Regions from separate parts of the Mus musculus genome. Here region 2 is linked to region 1. A link is a contact called in public Hi-C data. All regions are on one chromosome and are shown on one strand. The core of a region is the stretch at or near the end of the contact, and the rest is flanking DNA. Distances in the headings are between cores, read along the strand shown.

Region 1 (6,641 bases), core at 1,720-4,219:
GCATTCCAAAGAGTTGCTATGAAGGAGAGAGGGGCCAAGTGTTCACTTAACTTGGGGACGTGGCCCATGGTTGTCTGGAAATTAGTTGTAAAGACTTGGAGTCTAGAAAGAAACCACAGAGGGGGCAGAACACCAGCTGTTCCCAGGGAACGAATGTGTGTGGAGCCGGAATTAAATGCTGCAGGAAAAGATTCGAATAGCACCAGAGAGGACTAGCAGCAGCGAGCAAGCTTCCTTGCGGCCATGACAGCCACTGGTCGGGACAGCAGACGAGCCCTTGCTCAGGTGATGCACACCCTTTATCAAGGCTCCTGGCAGCACCTTTATGACTTTCCTCTGTCAATGGGAGGGTGAGGCTTGCCCTGGCACTGATGAGTCCCACGCAGAGGCACAAGGAGGCTGTATTGACCTTGCTCGCAGGCTAATGGAAGCCAGTCATGGTGAGCTAGGACACCCCATCACACCAGGGTGTGCCTCCCTGGGTGTAACTAGCATTTTATCACCATCAAGACGACAGGCTCTGTATCAACTGGATGTGGCATGGTTAACGAAATGCCAGGTATTCACAGGAGACATTGTGCTGACTGCATCTCAGCGAAGCCCCCTTCCCCTTTCAGTGAATAATTTGCATTCTGAGAGGCCCTAGGAGGGCACTCATTGTGCACAAACCCCTTATAAGGAATCATTTGGAAACACTCCACCCAACCCCCTGCTGCCATATTCAGCTGTCTGGTTATTTATTTTTGTGTGACTTTTTTTTTTTAATATGGGAAAGGATAATAAGGCAAATGTTTCAAACAAAACAAAACAAAACAAACAGACAAAAATATATCCTTCAGGTTAGAGGGCCGAGACCCTTCATTCTGGAGTTTCTTGTTGGCAGGGCCTCTGGTTCACTGGAACTAGCTGTATTTGTTTTTAAAGTCCTTCCAGATCTCTGGGCTGATGGCCCATCCCCAAAAGGCTACTTAGGCTTCTGACATGGAGGTTTAGGAAGTTGAACCCTGTCTTCAGCTTGGAGTTTTTGCTGTGGCTTCATTCTCTTCTCAGGCCCTTGGGGACGTTGGCCAACTTTGTCATTTGTGGAGCTGCTTTTCTAGCCTGTGCCAGCCATGTTCTCAGACACGCCGCTCTCCCTTAGTGCCTTTTCCACCCAGCGCAAACTAGGGAATGGAAGGAAGCCCAAGGAAGCTCCCTCTGCTCTTCTTCATCCATTTACCTAGCAACATGCATTCGGTCATCAAGGTTGCAGAGGTGGAAAGTGCTCCATCTATAAGGAGTTTCCAGCATGGTAGGAAAAAACATGGCACGATCCGTGCTTTGATCATGCTTTGATCATAGCAAGCACCACACGGAGAGTATTTGACCCGTTTCCTGCAGCACAGGAAGAAAACCTGCAAGATCAGGAAGATGAACACTTTAATGAGCGTGAGACAAAACCATGTTGACCGTAACTATGTACAGTGCTGTGCACCTTGCAGATGCTCAATAAAGTCGCTGCTGACAGTCACTGGTTCTGTGGGCTATATGGGAGTCACTGCTGACAGTCACTGGTTCTGTGGGCTATATGGGAGTCACTGCTGACAGTCACTGGTTCTGTGGGCTATATGGGAGTCACTGCTGACAGTCATTGGTTCTGTGGGCTATATGGGAGTCACTGCTGACAGTCACTGGTTCTGTGGGCTATATGGGGGAGCTGGTAGGGGGCATGTGAATGCTTGAAATGAGGTTTGGGGATATCTGTGACTACCTCCCTCTTCCTTTCTTTCTTTTTCTTTGTGAAGCTGGAGAGTAAACATAGCGAATGCTAGGAGAGGCCCCTACTACTGAGTTACATACCATGTCCATTTCTTCTTCTCTCTCCCTGCTTGTGGGTATGTATACATACGTGTGTTTGCATGGAGGCCAGAGGTTGAGGCCAGCTGCCTTCCTCTGTTGAACTCCACCTTGTTTTTTTTTTTTTTTTTTTTTTTTTTGATACAGGGTATTTTATTGAACCAGGAGCCCACCAACTGATTAGCACTGCCACTGAGTTCTGGGGATCTGCTTGTCTCCACTTCCCTGGCTCTGACATTATAGGTGTGTGTGTGTGTGTGTGTGTGTGTGTGTGTGTGTGTGTGTGCAGGGACAGTGCTGGAGATCTGAACTCATGTCTTCAAGCTTGTGCAGCAAGCCCTTCCTTACCCACTATGCCATCTCCCCCAGCCCATTTATTTTCTTTTTGATTCAAATCAGCTCCTGAAATTTTCAATTTGCTATTGTTTATTAAAATTTCCTGAGCTATATGTGAGGAAATAGAAACTCTGATCAGTGAGTAGGATTTAGAACTACTATTCGTATTCTTCATAAATATGAACAAAGGTCTAGTTGCTTCACGGAATCTGAATCACATAGACAATTACAGAAATGTTCCTATTTGTTTATCATGAGGAAACTCACACAGTTCAGAAAAGGCAGCCTGTGGAGGACATGGTGATCCCCTGTGGCCTGTTGTGAGACGCACCTTAGAGTAAAGCCATGAACTGTGTGTGTGCCATGTGTTGAGTACCCTATTTAACACATCACACATGTTTTACACAGTGCTACACTATAAATGGAATTATTCATCCGCATTCTGAGTTCTCATTGGCTATCTATGTTCCTCTTTTCCTAAGACCATCATTTTACCTCTAAAGGACACACTGCAAACCAGCAACCTGCTCGTGACCACTAGTGTCAGTTCAGGGTTTCAACATGAGATGCTCCCTGGAGGGAAGGAGGTCATTCCTGGAGGACAATCTTGCTCTGTAGTCCAGGTGACAGTCAGGCCTGGCTCACTAACTTATGTGCAAAAGTTGCTTAGCTCTGCTTCCTTACCTGAAAGACAGACAGACATCTGACTTTGACTTGGAGTTTCTGTAAAGATCATAATGTTTCTAGATCAAAGCTGAAAGGGCCAAGTTAAAGTATAGTAAGGGAGTCAATGTGAAACAGAAAGCAGAGGCTAGAGTGCCTCGCTGGTGTCTGTGAAAGAGCAGGCTGGAGTCTGTACAGACAAATAAGAAAACAGAGACCTGCATTTGCAGCCATGTTTAGGAAGGGAGGCAAGAGACTTTCTGGTGTCTGGCTTTGACAGGCAGTTTCCCTTCAGGCTTCTTGTCTCATGGAATCTAGAATTTTATGACAGCTGTGGCTTCTCTGGACTTTTACTTAGGTAAGAGGAACCATGCAAGTGGACACATCTTAGCTACCAGAAAGTGGTGGTCCTCACTATAAGCAAACAAGCTGTGTTCATCAGCCTCTTAGATAAGAATGACCCACAGATGAATTCATTCACCTTGCTTGGTAGGTCGCAGCAAGGCCACACCTCCTAATAGTGCTATTCACTGGGCCAAGCATATTCAAACCACAACAGTGCCTCATGTCTGGCAAGCTGGCAAACCCTGGGGCAGCATGGCCAGTTCCCAGCACCAGACAGCAGCTCCTGGTGACTCTGCTGGAGGTCGCAAGCAAGGGCATGGTCTCCCTAACTTATTTGCAGGTTGTAGATTCTCCAGGTGTCTCCTGTTCACTTTGTCCAGCAATGAAGCAGGAATGGGAGCATCCTGGAACCCCAGAGATTGAGTTTCCTTCTTGTGAGTAAAAGAAAGCTACTGCTGCATTTGTAAGCAAGAAGAGACACTAAGCAGGAGGGCTCCTTAGAGCCCTACTATTATTCTTTCTTGGCATACTTGTGCAATATGGGTTACTGGTGTAGTTAGCCAGAAGGCATTTAAGAAACTGCTCATGTTCCTTGCTCCCAGATAGTACCCCACCCAGCAGCCTGAAGCATTGCAGGACATCTCACCTCTTGGCTCTTCCTGTAGATTGCGCAGTCTGAGGAGTGTTAAAACAGTGTGTCCAGACCATCAGTGGTCTCATGAAATCTTCCCCTGGGCTGGAAACTGTTTTCCCACACAGGAGATCCTCAGTAGGTAAGTGCTGTTCTGGGATTCTTTACTGAGTGTCGGGCGGTTCCTACCTTAGGTCACCATTTTTTAACCCAGAATGTTTCTGACTCAAGGGAAGCTCTGGGTTATGAGTGCTGGGACCAAAGTGAGGGGCCTTCTAAGAGCAGGAAATTGGTCTTTAAACGTGAGAAAACTCGATAAATAAGAACACTCTGTGTGGATGACCTGAGAGAGACAAGTGGACAGAGCCACTGTAGCCACACCCGGTGCTGTGTGGGTACACGTTACATAGCTGGACTTCTGAGGGGGGCAGGGTGTCCCGTGACTTGTGAGGTTTGCTCATTTCAGTGGCTTTTTGCTGCTAGTGTGATCCTTTGAAATCAGTCTTGGGCAAGGGTTTGTCCTTGTCCCTCTCACCCCCAGCTTCTACTGATGAGCTGGCTCCCCACACTGCTATGCTGTACTCCAAGTGTGAGCATACGATACACAGACCAAGCTATATAGACATGGTCCAGCAGAAAAAGAGTTAAAAAGCTATGGTGAGGCCAAGGCAAGACAGTCACTGAGATGTACAAGTGTGGATGCTGTAGGATGGAGAAAAAGGGGAAGTCTGCAGTTTGCTTTGAGTATTTACAACTCTGCAGCCTTAGCCCAGTGCCACTAAAACCCAATCATCTCACCCCTCTTTCCTTGTCCGTTTCAATCTCTCTGTCCATACCTGACTTTCTTTGCTAATACACTAAGCAGGTGCCAAATCTCCTTGCAGATGCTTTACAGTTGGCACAGTGGAAGGGAGTGGATGTTGGTGGTATCTCGGCTCGTTGTGAACAGTGAGAAGGCATAATGTATTTCCTAAGTGTGGAAATACTGATCTGCCTCTCTAGAGACTGCATTTTGCTCTCTTCAGCAATCATAGCATAGTTTCCACCAACATGGCATCTAGTCCTAGACATTATGCCCTTAGTGTCAGGAACGTGTGTGCCCACCATACTTGGCTTCTATAAAGACGCCGGGCTTGTGTCCTTAATGAGCTCACATACTTCATCCAAGGCCACACAGGAAGGAAGTGGACTTGGGTCTTGACGAACCTGTCCACACCAGAACTCACACTGAATGCCACTAAGCATTCTCTTACCAGGGAACATCTCTCCATTCAGTATTTTAATAAATTATTCAATGCCAACTGCAGACATTTTTACTCAATCCCAAAGTCAGGGTGCTGCTAAGAATCCAGAGACTTAGATCTCAGTTGTTTATTTTTATTTCTGTTTTACTTGAAGAGTAGATTGTGATGGGGTTTTCAAAACAAATGATGTTCTTGAGAGTCTCAAGATCAATGTGGGAATTGAGATCAGGAAGCATGGTAGACCAAAGTTCCCCTTGGTGAAGCAATGGCTTTCCTGGAGTTACTGGAAGGGATACAGATGGGGGCATGCTCAAGGAGCAGGAGTGACTCAAAAGCAACTATATCACTGAAAAGATTCCACATTCATTTGATAAATAACTGCTTGGGTTCATAGCACATGCAAGTTCATAAAAAGGAAGAAGAAAAGACAACCCAAACAAAACCATTCCAGAGTCAAGCTATTGGGTCCCGGACAGAGTCAAGTTGAAGATGAAGGGATAGGTGGATAATCTGATCCATGGGCTATAAAACAAGTAACTATAGAAATCTGGAGATGCACTGCAGAGCCCCGTCTCTCCCACTTCCATTAGAAGTGGATAAGGGTACCATGGGAAACTGTTTTCTGTGTGGAGGATGGGAGGGCTCAGCCCCTGGCCAGCTGTGTAAGTGTCATGGATGGCCAGGGAACCTACAAGCATTGCCTTCAAGGGGCTAAGCAGAGGCTGAGAAGACGAGCTTTAGACAAAGCACAGGGTTCCCCCACTTCTGCTTTAAAAGGAGGAGCCACTTGCAGTCATGAAGGATTACTCTCTCTGATGGAAGCACAGCTTTCCCCTTTGGCCAGGGCCTTGGTGAACTTTCTACTGCTCTGGCAGGCAATGCTTACCTCCTGAGCTTCCTGCCAACTCTGTTGCTTATGCAAGTCCTCGATGTCCTAGCACCTACAGTCCATCTCTAGCTGGGATCTACTTCCAGCCTCTGAGGCAGATTCTATATGCGTTTGTTCATCTCCGTGCCCAGCTCTGTATTCACCCTCCACACGCAAACCACAGAAGCCCCTGGTGTCTAGGGCTTGTCCTACAGCTTCTGGGATTGTCATATCCCATCCTGTCTTCTCCAAAGCAAAGCACATACTGCTCCCAGTCTCCCCAAGGCGGAGTTCCAGGCATCTCTAAGGCACCGTTCACCTCTAAATTCTTAGAACTCTCCCCTACATTCCAGAAGAAATATTTTACTCTTTCTCTATAAGAACATTTTTTTATAATGCCAACTTTTCTGTCTTCCTGCCTAGTAAAAGGTTTGGTGATGTATAGGGCAATGTACTCTTTGAAGATGATTAAACAAATTGAGTCCCCCTCATAATACAAATACATTGTTAATTACATAAATTGTAGCACGCTGGTTAAAAAAAAAGTCTGTTTTGTGCTAACTGTAATTGCAGTCTTCCCTAGAGATATTAATAAAAGCAGTGATAAAACACTTTCAAATAGAGAGGGTAGAGGAGAAGAGCTCTGCTTTGTGATCAGAGAGATGCTCCTAAGCAAGAACCCTGAGCTTGTTCTAGGTGACTCAGGGAGGTGGCGACG
Region 2 (6,345 bases), core at 2,497-4,996, 350 kb before region 1:
GTGGGGTTTAACTTCAGGAAATTATCAGAGTTTTTCTAAACATTGTAGAGCATTTTGTAGAGTGGGTTAAGTAAATATTGAAAATAAAGAAAATCTAAGCATCACATATGTGTTTCTTGTGACTTAAATTTGAAGTTGAGTGAAGTGAGCCTTGGGTTATTTAAGGAGCTGTGTCACAGACAGAACTCAATGCTTGGTCCTGTGACTGGCTCTCCTTTCCTCCAGCAGAGGTGCCCAGCCTTGCTTCCCACTCACAGGGAAGACAGACACCGAAGGAAGAGGACCTGGGAAGGTCCTGCATCCTGCTCACACAAGAACACCTGTGCTCGTACACTTGGCCTCCCCCACTGTCACCAATACTCACTCTGTGCCCTGTGCACCAGAGCCACCCCCACCAACCCCTTCAGGGGGCTACTCGTCCTCTTTCCAGAGCACCAGTTTTTCCTCACTGACCAATTGACATTATAAACAGGTTATTCTCCAGTGTGTCCTTAAAAAGAAACCATCTAGGGGTTGGAGAGATGGCTCAGTGGTTAAGAGCTGAAAATCTGACTGCTCTTCCAGAGGTCCTGAGTTCAATTCCCAGCAACCACATGGTGGCTCACAACCATTTGTAATGGGATCCGATGCCATCTTCTGGTGTGTCTGAAGAGAGCACTAGTGTACTCACACATAAAATGAATACATAAATCTTTTTTTTTTAAAGCATCCATCTATCTTCTGCAGCTACCACCTCTCTTCCATTCTCTTTATACGCTCTGCTCCATGGACACATTCCTTGGTCTAACTAGAATTTCAGCACAGTAACTGCCTCAGATCTGCTTCATTCAAGGGTGTTGAGGCTTTCACTTTGCAAAGTGTTACAGCCAGATGTTGTGTTACAGCATCTCACCACTTGGTGTCCTCCTGGCCTCTCCTGCACCACTACTTATCTCTACTCTGCTGTGTCTCCCCTCTCACCAGCACTCCCCCTCTGCTAGAGTCCTCCCTCTCACCAGCACTCCTCCTCTGCTAGAGTCCTCCCTCTCACCAGCACTCCCCCTCTGCTAGAGTCCTCCCTCTCACCAGCACTCCCCCTCTGCTAGAGTCCTCCCTCTCACCAGCACTCCCCCTCTGCTAGAGTCCTCCCTCTCACCAGCACTCCTCCTCTGCTAGAGTCCTCCCTCTCACCAGCACTCCTCCTCTGCTAGAGTCCTCCCTCTCACCAGCACTCCTCCTCTGCTAGAGTCTCCCCTCTCACCAGCACTCCCTTGCTGGGGTCCTGATGTGGAATGGAGGAACCCCACTGTGAACCACAGTAGAATGCCCCAGGAATGACAGTGTAGACAGAGGGAAGAGAAAAGTTTTGAAGAAGGAAAGACTATTTCCAAAATCTTCCCATGGTGTAAGGTCATAGGAAGTTGTGTGCGTGTGTGTGTGTGTGCATGCATGTGTGTGCATGCAGGTCTTCTTGAGGCCTTCTTGAGGAGGAGCCAGGTACCTGAGGGACACCAGGCAGCAGTATTGTCACATTGCACTAAAAACATTCGTTTGTTGTTCTTTTCCCCTTCTTCCTTCTTCCCTCCCTCCTTTCCTCTCCTACCTTCTCCTTTCTCTGTCTTGAGACAGTCTTGTCATGGAATCCAGGCTGCTCTAAAACCTGTAACAGTACCCCTGCCTCAGCTCCTGAGTACTGGCACTATGCAGGTAAGCACTACCACACAAGGCCAAAACTTTTTCCTGAGTTGTGTTGGGGAGCTCTGGTCAGACCACTGTCAAGCCTGGCATTCACATTTAATATCCACAGCTGTATGACTAGACTGTATTGAACACTTGGCAACTGATAAAATTATGGATTAGTCACAAGATTAGCCAGAGTTGATGAGATTAACATGTCATGCAAACGGACTTGAGAGAGAAGCCACAACTCTCTCCTGCCTTAATGCACGGTATTGAAAAACTGAGAAAACCTTGCAGGGATTTCATGTGTGAGCTCCTCCTGAGGAAGCTGGGGTCATATACAGGAGTCCTCAGAGACACAAGGCAATGGCAATCTGTGTCATAGTGTCCTTCTGTCAAGCTTTTAAGGTTGCCCGAGTTTGCTGTCTGTTGTGATGAACACCATGAGTGAAAGCAACTTGGGAAAGAAAGGCGTCGGGTGACATGTCCTGATCACACTCCATCACTGACAGAAATCAAGGCAGGAACTCAACAGGAGCAGGAGCAGGAACCACAGAGCAGGAGCAGGAGCAGGAGGAGGAGCAGGAGCAGGAGGAGGAGCAGGAGCAGGAGCAGGAGCAGGAGCAGGAGCAGGAGCAGGAGCAGGAGCAGGAGCAGGAGCAGGAGCAGGAGCAGGAGCAGGAGCAGGAACAGGAACCACGGAGGGCTGCTGCTTGTTTCTCAGCTTCCTTGAATGCAGCCCAGGTCCATCTGTCCAGGGGTGGCACTGCTCGCAGTGGACTAGTCACCTTCACATCTTATCATTAATCAAGAAAACACGGACTTGCCCACAGGCTAATCGGGTGAGGTAATTCCTTATTTGAAGTTTCTGATTCCCAGGTGACTCGAGTTTGTGTTGACTTGATTAAACGAACCAGCACGGGTGGGCTAGAGGCCTATCTAACCAGATGCCTTGTATTAATCAGTGTGCATGAAGTCTATGTCCCTTGTCTAACCAGCTTTGCCCCTGTCGAGGGTGCCTTTCTGAATAGATCCACCAGAGGGCGCATGTACACTGTCCTTTACTGTGCTGGGAGCTGCAATGCTTAGAGAATCAACTTTGAGTTAACTCCAGAGAGCAGCATAGGATTATGAAATCTGTGCTTAAATTCAGATTCCAACAGGCTGGGCGTTGTGTAGGCTCCTCTTACTCTCTTACACTGTCTTCACCATGAGGAGGAGTGGTCTACACTGCGGGAGACAGACCTTACCACAGAAACAGCTTTTTGTTCTGTTCCTTCAGTGTTGGGGGTCAAACTCAGGGCCTCAAATGTGTCAGGCAATTGTTCTACCATTTAGCTACCATCACCCCCCCCCCCCGCGCGCGCGCACACACACACACACACACACACACACACACACATAGTGATTTCATTGATCATGGATGAAGCCTAAGCATCTAAATGTTTTTAACGCCAGGTTTTAAAAGTGCCACATCCCAGTAATGCTACCAGGCTTCAGGCAGTTGCTACAATAAGCCCCATTCTGGCTCTCCTGCTGTGACCGTCACCTAAGTTAACTAGCATCTCATCAAAGCTGCTGGTTGTAAAGAGAAAAGAAACATGCAGCCAGCTTCAGCGCAGCACTGGGTTTGAGTCCTAGAACTTCCACTTGGCAGCCATGAGACCTTGAGTTAATTAGTCACCCTGAGCCTCAGATCTTATAAAAATCCCTATGCCCGTTGTGTAGAATTATTGTAAGAGCGGTAGACGTCAAAGATAATGTAGCTGGCTTTAGTAAGGAGAACCACATAATAAGATCAGATGATCAGTGAACGGATGACACATTTTAGTCAGCACACTTGTATGCCAGGCACTGTGCTAGACTCAAATCTCATAACTCTGCTTAAAGTGCCACTTTTTTTTCTAGATACTTATCAGTTTCTTTTCTCATTGCTGTGACCAAATGTGTGGCACTAAGCAACTAAAGAGAGGACCGGTTTATTTTGGCTCACAGTTGAGGGGATCAGGGTGTCTTGGATGGGGAGGCATTCAACTGTAGTGTCTGGAGAGGCTGGTGGCTCTCTTCTGTACCCATGGCTCAGAGGCAGAGACAGGACAGGAAGTCCTAGCTCGCCAGCAACCCACTTCCTTCAGCTAAGCCCTGCCTCCTAAAGGTTCCACAACCCTGTACAATAGCGCCACCAGCTGGGAAGGAAGGTTACAGCACACATGAACGTGGCTTAAACACAGGGTTGCAAAGAATTTCACCTTCATGGGGGATTGGAAGGATGTGGAAGAAAACATACTTTAAATACATTCCTGTGGGTGCCATGGAGGTGCAGTAATCGTGTCTCATTTTCTATTTAAAACCTTTGGGAGGAATGAAGATGACAAAGCGACATCGTGACTGTGGCTCCTTCCATGTGGCACAGAACAGAGGCTGTAGACTCGGACCATTTCTTCCCAGCGGAAGACTCCGCCATCTCGCGGCCTTGAGTACTCTTGAACGTGGCCAAGTCTATCTCAGAGATGTGCTAGAATTTCTGGCTCTGTCTACCGCTCCTCCTTCTTTCCTGTCCCCTTTTACTGGTGGCAGCTGGGTGCTTGCCCAGGCTCTCTTCCACCTCTTCTTCCTATGGCCCCACCCCATTGATTCCCTGACATGTTTCTGTCTTCCTGTCTACTGCTTGGGAGACCCAATTCTCTTTGTGATGCCAATCTTGTTTTTTTAATAAAAAGCACTTTTAGTCTTAAAATGCCTACTAATCAAAACACGAAATCTAAAAGAAACATTCTACCATGGGATGCCATAACCTTCTAACTGCAGGGAATTAATTTAGCAATTTCCCATGGGAAAATTGACTCATAAATCTTAGCTCACTTCAAGATCCCAAACACGAAATGTCATCTGCTCTTGAAGCTTATTGTCAAATGTCAGGGTTCTGTTGCTCATATTAACCTGTGCTTGGCACACCGATTTGACCCAGTGCACACCGGCCAAGAACAAGCCGGCCGCTGTTTCTGGAAGGGTGAAGAGAAGACTCATTTCTAATGAAGAAAGGATAAAGAGTAGATAAAAGAGAAGATAGAGACCCTTCCTATGTACTTTGTATTGAAGTTTTGATTTGTTTGTGTAACCATTAGCCTTTAATTATGAAAATTATAGATGGACATTATACAACATGTGGAAAAAAAAAACAGTAGAAAAAAAGTCCCCAACATTGGTATTAGCCAGTGAACATGGTCAACACTTGGACTTCACTCCCTTAGGTATACTGCACATGTAGTTTTGTAAACTTTGTTATCAAAATAAAGTCATAGTATGTATAGTTTTCTATTTGATTGCAGATTTTCCGTAGGCATGTTTTAGTGACTAATAACTTACTGTGTAAATGTAACAAATACTTTTCTCTGTTTTTGTTGTATTTTAAGTTATTTCTTGCTATGGGAACATGGCATACAGTTTTTCTCTCCATGTGATTTGGGATGGCTTCCTTAGATTAGGACTCTAAAAGACAAATTACCAAGTCAAAAAGTTATAATACTTAAAAAATTAATCTTTATTATTAATATTGCTTTATGTGTGATTTGTCTTACCTGCACATACATCTGTGCACCATGTGTGTGCAATGCCCACAGAGGCCAGAAGAGGACATTGGATTTCCTGGAACTGGAATTACAGATGTTTGTGAGCTGCTGTGTAGGTGGTGGGAACTGAACCTTGGTCCCGGGCAAAAGTAGCCAGAGCTCTCAAGTCCTGAGTCATGGCTCCAGCTATTCTCATATGTATGTATGCTAATACACTAGAGGCTGGTACTATACTACACATTGAATACATTAGAAGCTGTTAATATACATTGCCAGCTTCTCCCTAAAATGCCACAGGTACTGTGCTCCCAGGATGGTACTATGGTAGAATTTGCATATTCCACCAAGCCAAAAAGGATGGCTTTTGTTACTGGCATTACTTTCATGTGTTTATTGGATTAGTAAGTAAATACAAATTGAAGTTAACTGGTCATTTGCATTTTTGTTTGTTTTTAAAATCAACGTATATGAAGCCTTTAGAAAAACCATCTCTCTGTTTTCAATTTGCTGTGTGCTTTCAAATGTTGTGGTGGTATTTAAGCCACATGCATTTAAAGTTTGTGTATTCAAGTGATCATGGACTCCTTTAGGTTCAGAGGGAGAAGGCTGACTTTCAGGTGTCACCCGGGGTGCAATCAGAGACAATGTCAGACACACATGCCTTAGAAATTTCAGAGAAAGTGGCAAAAGTAGAAGCAAGCTCAAAAAGCAACACCTAAGAGTGTTCTAACTTTAGAATATATGGTCCCTGAAAAATTAAGAGTGCATTGCCTTGCTTTCTTTTCCATCTCTCTGATGAGACATCATGACCAGGGTGGACTTACTCAGAAAAGTGTTTACAGTTTCAGGTTAGAGTTCATGATGGCAAGGCAAAGACACTGTATCAGAGACAGGTGAGTGCTCACATCTTGGTCCATAAACAGGAAGCGGAGAGAACATTATCTGGGAGTGGCTCAAAGGCTGCGCCAGTGACACACCTCCTTCAACCCCACTGCAGCTCCTAATCCTTCCAATAGCTTCACCAACTGGAGACCAAGCATTTGAATACACATGGAGCACCACACTCAGACTGCAGAGGAAGTGCTCAAGACCTTAGGTAGCAAAAAGGCACAAAGCA

What was found. Hi-C and Micro-C count contacts between places; a contact is called where the count stands out from the background.
Region 2: a contact with region 1 is called in a Hi-C map of CD8 T cells, with 6 times the contacts expected there. The contact joins two enhancer-like sites. A contact is called at or near these places in 15 of 39 promoter capture datasets (the 3T3-L1 cell line, the C10 cell line, the HPC-7 cell line and 9 more), 5 of 15 datasets of contacts at CTCF or cohesin (the NIH/3T3 cell line, embryonic stem cells, large pre-B cells and 2 more), 111 of 484 Hi-C or Micro-C datasets (the AML12 cell line, the AtT-20 cell line, B cells and 58 more), 7 of 115 datasets of contacts at active chromatin or transcription factors (T-cell acute lymphoblastic leukemia, astrocytes, bone marrow-derived dendritic cells and 3 more) and 3 of 9 other capture datasets (adipose tissue, embryonic stem cells and liver).

The regions. Positions count from the first base shown.
Region 1 is chr9:14,348,874-14,355,514 of GRCm38.p6, reverse strand. It overlaps Endod1 (endonuclease domain containing 1), which reads left to right. Exons shown (of 2, transcript NM_028013.3): 2 at 1-1,525. Among named protein-coding and RNA genes, the nearest start is that of Gm34156, 17 kb to the left of the region's middle. Within about 2 kb of position 2,969, at least 11 of the 459 cell types and tissues checked have an H3K27ac peak or open chromatin away from gene starts, as enhancers often do. A contact at or near this core is called in CD8 T cells and Th2 cells, where this site is marked.
Region 2 is chr9:14,695,537-14,701,881 of GRCm38.p6, reverse strand. It overlaps Piwil4 (piwi-like RNA-mediated gene silencing 4), which reads left to right. Exons shown (of 20, transcript NM_001368831.1): 20 at 1-106. Among named protein-coding and RNA genes, the nearest start is that of Gm10706, 5.7 kb to the left of the region's middle. Within about 2 kb of position 3,746, at least 43 of the 459 cell types and tissues checked have an H3K27ac peak or open chromatin away from gene starts, as enhancers often do. A contact at or near this core is called in CD8 T cells and Th2 cells, where this site is marked.